Regions from separate parts of the Sus scrofa genome. Here region 1 is linked to region 2. A link is a contact called in public Hi-C data. All regions are on one chromosome and are shown on one strand. Each heading gives the region's core, a stretch centred on a gene start, on an enhancer-like site or on the middle of the called end of the contact. The rest is flanking DNA. Distances are from core to core; before and after follow the strand shown. Region 1 holds the start of ACBD4 (acyl-CoA-binding domain-containing protein 4). Region 2 holds the start of FMNL1 (formin-like protein 1).

Region 1 (3,191 bases), core at 341-2,840, 56 kb after region 2:
GCACAGAGGTTGCCGACTGACCTCCGGGGCGAGTCTGGCCGGGATGGGGACGCCGAGGAAAGGGGAAAAATTCAACCAATGAACGAGCCTGTTTCAGATTTCTTCTATACCGTAACCATTCAGAGCGGCCCTTTCAAAATTATGCAAATAGTTTAGTGGTGCCTCTCCCAATCAGGCAGGGCGAATCTGTGGCTTGGCTCCTCAACCCTGGAGGGCCAGAGACGGGCGGAAGCGCCCCCTGGTGGACGTCGGGAACGGACGCTGACTCCTTGCGCCCCCTGGTGGAAACAGGCGTAGCCAGCTGAACCTGAACCTGCATATTCGAGCAATTCAGCTCCTCAGAAGACTCACCAGGCGCTGGGGAGGAAAAAGGGGAATCAGGTCCTGAGGGCAGGGGTTCTGGAGGAACCATTAGAGCTGAGTTTTGGAAGGAAGGAATTGCAGGATCAAAAGTACGCAAAACAAAGCATTTCTCTTTTGACACAGCGGGTTAAGGATCCGGTGTTGTCACTGCAGAGGCTTTGGTCACTGCTGTGGTTCAGGTTCGATCCCTGGCCTAGGAACTTATACCCCCCGCGGGCGCGGCCAAAAGAAAAAATAATATGGAGGTAAAGACTTAATATTCAGAAAGAATATCCAGAGAGATGTGGAGACTCGAGCCAGCACGGACGGAAACTCTGGGTCGGCCCGGGCTATCTGAGATTGAAGTAGAGCAGCAGGTGGCAAATCTAGGTCCTGAGAAACTTTTATTTTGGGGATGCCACGCTTCCGGCAGCCGCCAAGTGGCAGTGTGCACCCAGCTCTCTGCCCCTCAGGGCTCTTGCTGCAGGAAACGCAGATACCGCCCTCCGTGCACAAACACGCTGGTGGTTTCATAGGTAGTAAGTGCGCGCATGACACTGTCACCAGAATCCGCACTCGACGCTCATCCACAGCTTGATGTCGCGGACATCTGTGTAACGTGCGGTGGCCGTCCGGGTACTCTCAAACACCCAGTGGGGGTGCCAAACGGTTCAAGCCTCGGTCCCCAGAACCGAGATTCTGCCGAGGACTCCAGACTTAACGCCCACCTTCTCCAGACCAGTCATCTTCGAGCCTTCTACCCCTTTGGGGGCAGCAAGTGGCCGGGCGCGGAGAGGGTTAATCCTATGATGTCACAGCCGGAGCCCTCCTCCCTCCACCTCTCCCGTCAGTTCCCGCTGCCCCCGCTCCGGTTCGGGCCTTTGCACCCTGTCGCCCCGCTCAGCTCCTGGGGTTCTATCCTCTTTGTGGGCCCTCGAACCCTAGGCCCTGGGCGAGCCCGCCCACAGACCCCGAACCCAGTCTGGCTCCTTTCTCGGGTGGGTCGGGGAAGGGGAGGGTGGAGAAAGGTCCTCCGTCTGTACTGAGGGCAGCTCAGGCCCCTTCCGCCGCTTCCCCCGCACCAAGGAGCTCGGGACTGGGATAGGACCGGGATTCGAAGACCGATCGGAGAATGGGGAGGCGGATTCAGGAGCTGGGGGCGAACGCAGGGACTCCGGGGCGCGGACCGGGCTCCCTCCGCACACCTCCGCTGGGGCACAGATCCCCGCCCGGGGTCACCGCCCCCCTCGCGCCGCAGCCTCGCACCCCCCACGCCCCGCAGCCTCGCGCCCCCCCGCCCCCCGGCGCCGTCCTGGCCCCGCCCCGTCCCTCCCGGCCCCTCCTTCCTTGACCCTCGCCCCTCCCTCTCTCCCTCCTCCCGACACCTCCTCCTCCCGATTCCCTCCTGGCGCCGCTAAGTTTCTCTACTCGGCACCGCACGCAGAGTCCCGGGGCCCGGCCCCGGTCCCCCCACCACCCCCGAGCCATGCTGTGCGGCCTCTGGAGGAGCCGCCACCGGCGGCCAGAGGAGCCCCCCGTGCCGGCCCAGGTCGCAGCGCCCGTCGCGCTCCCGTCCCCGCCCGCGCCCCAGGACGGCGGCACCAAGAGGCCCGGGCTGCGGGCGTTGAAGAAGATGGGTCAGTGAGCGGCCGGGGCGGCTCTGGGAGGGCGCGGATGGCCCGGGGGGCGCAAGCTGGGAGGGTCGGGGTGTTCCGGGGAGCCGTTCGTGGGCCTCCCAGTGGGGCTGTGGGGGTCTGGCGAGAGAGGGAACGCCAGCCCCGTTCCGGCCGGGGGTCGCACCTGGGGTCACCCGAGGTTCCCAGGTCTGTTCCCACCAGGAGGCGCCCGCGGGGCGTGTGGAGTGGGAGTTTGGGCGAGCGACGCGGACTGGGGTCCCAAAAGGCCAGGAGAGCGGAGTGGGAGTGACAGGCTTGAGGTGGTGTCCCTCACCCCCTCCCCAACCCTGTGCTCCCCAATCCTGGGTTCTTGGCCCCCTTAGGAAGGCGTGAAAATTGTAGAAGAGGCTGACATCTCAAGCCAGCCCTCCAGTCCTGCAGCCCCCACTGGGGTCAGAGCAGCCACACAGCACTGGTAGGACTGGTCTAACTGGTGAGAACACTGACCTGTGGCGTCAGAAAGCCAGAGCTGCCCTCTCAGATTTGGGGGAAGTCACTGGGGGGAAAGGAATGTAACTGTGGTTTGTTAAGCATCCCCCAGACCCAGGTGGCCCTGGGTGGTTACAGATGTGGTGACCTTCAGCCTTCCCCTGCCTGAGAGGTAGGTGGTGTGACCCTCGTTTTACAGGGGAGGACACTGACTCAGAGAAGGCAAGGAATTTGTCTATGGCCACACAGCCTTTACCAAAGGGCAAAGCTTGGCATGCCCCCCACACTGCCTCTGGTACCCTCTCTGAGTCTGGGCAAAGCGGGACTGACGGGGGAGTTGAGACCTTGAATGGGGTGTGTATTGTGAGATTATTTTGTGCGATGTAAAGTACTGTAAAGCTGGAGTTCCTGTCGTGGCTCAGTGGTTAACAAATCCGACTAGGAACCATGAGGTTGCGGGTTCGATCCCTGACCTCACTCAGTGGGTTAAGGATCCGGCGTTGCCGTGAGCTGTAGTGTGGGTTGTAGACGAGGCTCAGATCCCATGTTGCTGTGACTCTGGCATAGGCCGGTGGCTACAGCTCTGGTTAGACCCCTATCCTGGGAACCTCCATATGCCATGGCAGCGGCTCAAGAAAAGGCAAAGAGAAAAAAAAAAAAGTACTGTAAAGCTGAAGTGGTCTCGTAGAACTGTGGTTGGTAGAAGAGTTAATGATGGAGAGGCTGGAGGTGGGGCTGAGGGAA
Region 2 (3,013 bases), core at 468-2,967:
CACGGGCCTGCGTGGCTCCGCTGCCTGCGCCTCCCTTGGGCCCCCACCCTCAGACCTGCGGTGCCAGCCTGCTCAGACTTGGAAGGGCCTCTGGGAAAAGGCACGGCCTTATGGGCCTGTCACCCAGGGTCTGGCAAGAGAGCTGACAGCAGACAGGCCACCAGGTAATTAGTTAGAGGATTAGGGAGCCTGGGACAGGGTAGAGGTAAGGAAGTGAGAAGGAGTGGCCCTTCTCTCCGCCCGGCCCCCCCTCCCCTTTCTTCCACCAGGTCTTAGGGAACCCGGACTTTGCTCTGGAGCCCCCAGTCATCCGAACCGCCTTCAGGTTCAGCCTGAGCTGATGGCTTCCTCCCCGGAGAACTAGTCCCCAAGCCCCTGGAGCAGGTGACAAAGCGGGAGAGGGGCTTCCAGACTCTTGCTCCACCCCAAGCCAGACAGACCAACCCACCCTGACCCCGCCCTTCCTAACCTTAACCCCTCCGTGGGTAGGAAGGGATTGGTAAGCTAAGGACCCACAGACAACCTCTCCCCCACAGACAGGGAGGGAGAAACACAGGCAGCCCCTGTGCATGATCTGACAACCCAGCTCCCAGCAAATCAGGATCAAACACCTCTACTCAGTTTCCAGCTCCCAGGTGGTTAAACCGCAACTAATCCCTTCTGTCTTTGACCCTGAGACACCAGCAGATGCTCCAGACCTGCACGGAGTGGCTGGGCCTGCGTGCAATGGGGAAGGGGGTGCCCCTGGACCCCCCTGCGTGCTCCACTCCTAACTTCCTCACAGGACATTTTTGTTTAGACCTTTAGACCCAGAAGCGATGGGGGAGGGGGGCCCTGGGGAGGGAAACTGGGCGATTGCAGAAGAAAGTTTTGGGGGAGAGTGCTAAGTCACTCCCACCCCCTGGAGGGGCCGACACCCGGCCGCCAGCAATCTCCAAGCGGCACCTGAGCCCCCGGGGGCGGGGACGCGTGCCGAGCCCCTGCTCTCCCCTCTCCCGCGCCCCGCGCACAGAGGGTCACACTCACCAGGACCCGGTTAAACCTCTCTTCCAGCTCTCCAGCCGCGGGCATCGGCTGCTTGGGCGCCGCGGGCTGCTTGGGGGACAGCGCGGCGGGGCTCGCGGGCTGCTCCGCACTGCCGGCCGCGTTGCCCATGGTGGTCCCCACCCAGCCAGCCAGGCGCCTCCAGCCTCGGAAATCCAGCTTTCCCGGGGAGGACGGAGGAGGCTCCCGGCCTGGGGGGCGAGGCGGACAGCGGCTCGCGGCGGCGGCGGCGGCGGCTGGGGCTCGGCGACGCGGGCTCTCGGCTCAGCGGCGCGCAGGGACCGGGGCGCGGCGTCCCATCGGGGCGGCCCCGTCCGAGGAGCAGGGCGGCGAGCTGCGGTGGTGGGGAGGAAGTCAGACTGCAGGCCGCCGGGGCCAGAGGGCTGGGCCGGGGGCAGGAAGCTGCGGCGCGGGCTCCCCCCTCGGCGATCTTCTAACTTCTGCTGTCGCTCCCCGTGCGCGCAAACCGCATTTCGCCGCCGCCGCTGCTACGCGCCCTGCCCCAGGGGGGCGGGCTGGAGGGAGGGGGCGGGCGCCGGGCGCCGGCCGGGGGTCCGCCGCAGCCATGGCGCGGCTAGGAGGGGGCTGCCGACCCGCTTCACCTGCCGCAGAGGGGGCGGCCGGCGCCGCTTCACCTGCCGGAGCGGGAGCGACAGAGGCGAGGCAGAGGCGGCGGCGCGCTCCGCGGCGCCTCCGGGTCCTAGAACCGTAGGCTCCCGCTCACTCGGAGCCGGGGGACTGGAAGGGTCTGGGCGAAGGGGGTCACGGCCTGGGGGACGCAGCGGGCAGTCCTCGGAGTCCAGGACTGCCAGCACCTGCTGAGCGCGGCTTGAAGACCCCTGACGGTACGGCGTTGCGGCGCCAAGGGCTGCGTCCCGCTCTCGGGTTCCCGCCGGAGAGGGTGGGAACCCCCTTCCAAGCCCCCCACCCCTTGTTTCTCTCCTCCTCTGTTTAGCCCAGAACCGAGCTGAGGACGAGAGGGAACCATCTGCAAAAAAAGAACCCCAAAGCAGGGCGGGTGGGGGGGGCAGATCCAGACCAGCGGAGACCCCAGCAAGCTGGTTCACTGTGGACCAACTCTGCGCCTGTGCGGGCATCCCCAGTGCTTCTAGAATGGGGGCGCCCAAGGAAGAAGGCAGGCTGTGAGAATCTGGGTACCACCAAGGCGGTCTCAAGGAGAAGCGCGGGGGCTGGGGAACGGGAGGATTAAAGCCAGCATCCACTCTGGGAAAGGAGCGGGCACCGAAGAAGGAGGGAAAAAAAAAAATCTCCTTGACGCTGTCACCTCCAGGGACCTAAGGTGGCCTCTTGCTCACCTTGGAGAATAACAATCTCTGATGTCTGGCAATAACAGAAATGCTTCCAGAGGTCTTCTTTCGTCCATCCTGACAATGACCAGGGAAGGTAGGTATTGATAATCTCCTTCTAGAGGTGGGGAAACTGAGGCTCAGAGTGGCTAAATGACTTGCCCAAGGGCACACAGCTAATAAAGGTCTGGAACAGGCCTCCTTGCTGTCCACCTCCGAAATCTACACTGCGGTGGAGCTGCAGTCCTGGCCTTCCATTCATTCAGGATGGACCAGAGGATGAAAGAGTATTGGGGAGGGGGGAGTACAGAACCCCAAGTCCAGACACAATCTCCAGCCTGAATTTGAGGCTTTTCTCTTTCCGTTGCTCCTCCCACTCCCCGTTTAATTTGTGGGGATCCCCAGCTGGTCCTTCCTTGCACTACCAAAGCACGGAGGACAAAGCCCTGGATTTTTCTCTGAGCCAGGCAAGGACCATGAGTGTCCCCTCCCCAATAGCTTCTCTTCTTTCCGCCCTCCCTCTCAAATTCAGAACCACTGACTGGAGTTTAAGCAGGAGCTGGGAAGTTTATCTAATCTTAAGGAAGGCCCTGGAATGAACCAGCCCCCTCCCCCAGGCTCACCTGATTTAAGCCTTTCTTCTGCCAAGGTCACCAGCACCT

Evidence for each region. A called contact is a pair of places that touch in the nucleus more often than the background predicts.
Region 1: a contact with region 2 is called in a Hi-C map of fetal liver, with 1.9 times the contacts expected there. The contact joins the promoter of ACBD4 here to the promoter of FMNL1 in region 2. A contact is called at or near these places in 4 of 5 promoter capture datasets (fetal liver, fetal skeletal muscle and liver), 26 of 47 Hi-C or Micro-C datasets (adipose tissue, alveolar macrophages, blood and 12 more) and 2 of 2 datasets of contacts at active chromatin or transcription factors (alveolar macrophages and skeletal muscle).

The regions. Positions count from the first base shown.
Region 1 is chr12:18,280,049-18,283,239 of Sscrofa11.1, forward strand. ACBD4 (acyl-CoA-binding domain-containing protein 4) reads right to left here and starts at 1,591. Exons shown (of 10, transcript XM_003358011.4): 1 at 1-1,591. PLCD3 (1-phosphatidylinositol 4,5-bisphosphate phosphodiesterase delta-3) reads left to right here and starts at 1,459. Exons shown (of 15, transcript XM_003131325.4): 1 at 1,459-1,979. The coding sequence starts at 1,829.
Region 2 is chr12:18,223,904-18,226,916 of Sscrofa11.1, forward strand. FMNL1 (formin-like protein 1) reads right to left here and starts at 1,718. Exons shown (of 26, transcript XM_021066841.1): 1 at 1,027-1,718. The coding sequence starts at 1,155. It overlaps LOC110255993 (a long non-coding RNA gene), which reads left to right and starts at 1,702. Exons shown (of 3, transcript XR_002337084.1): 1 at 1,702-2,448; 2 at 3,001-3,013.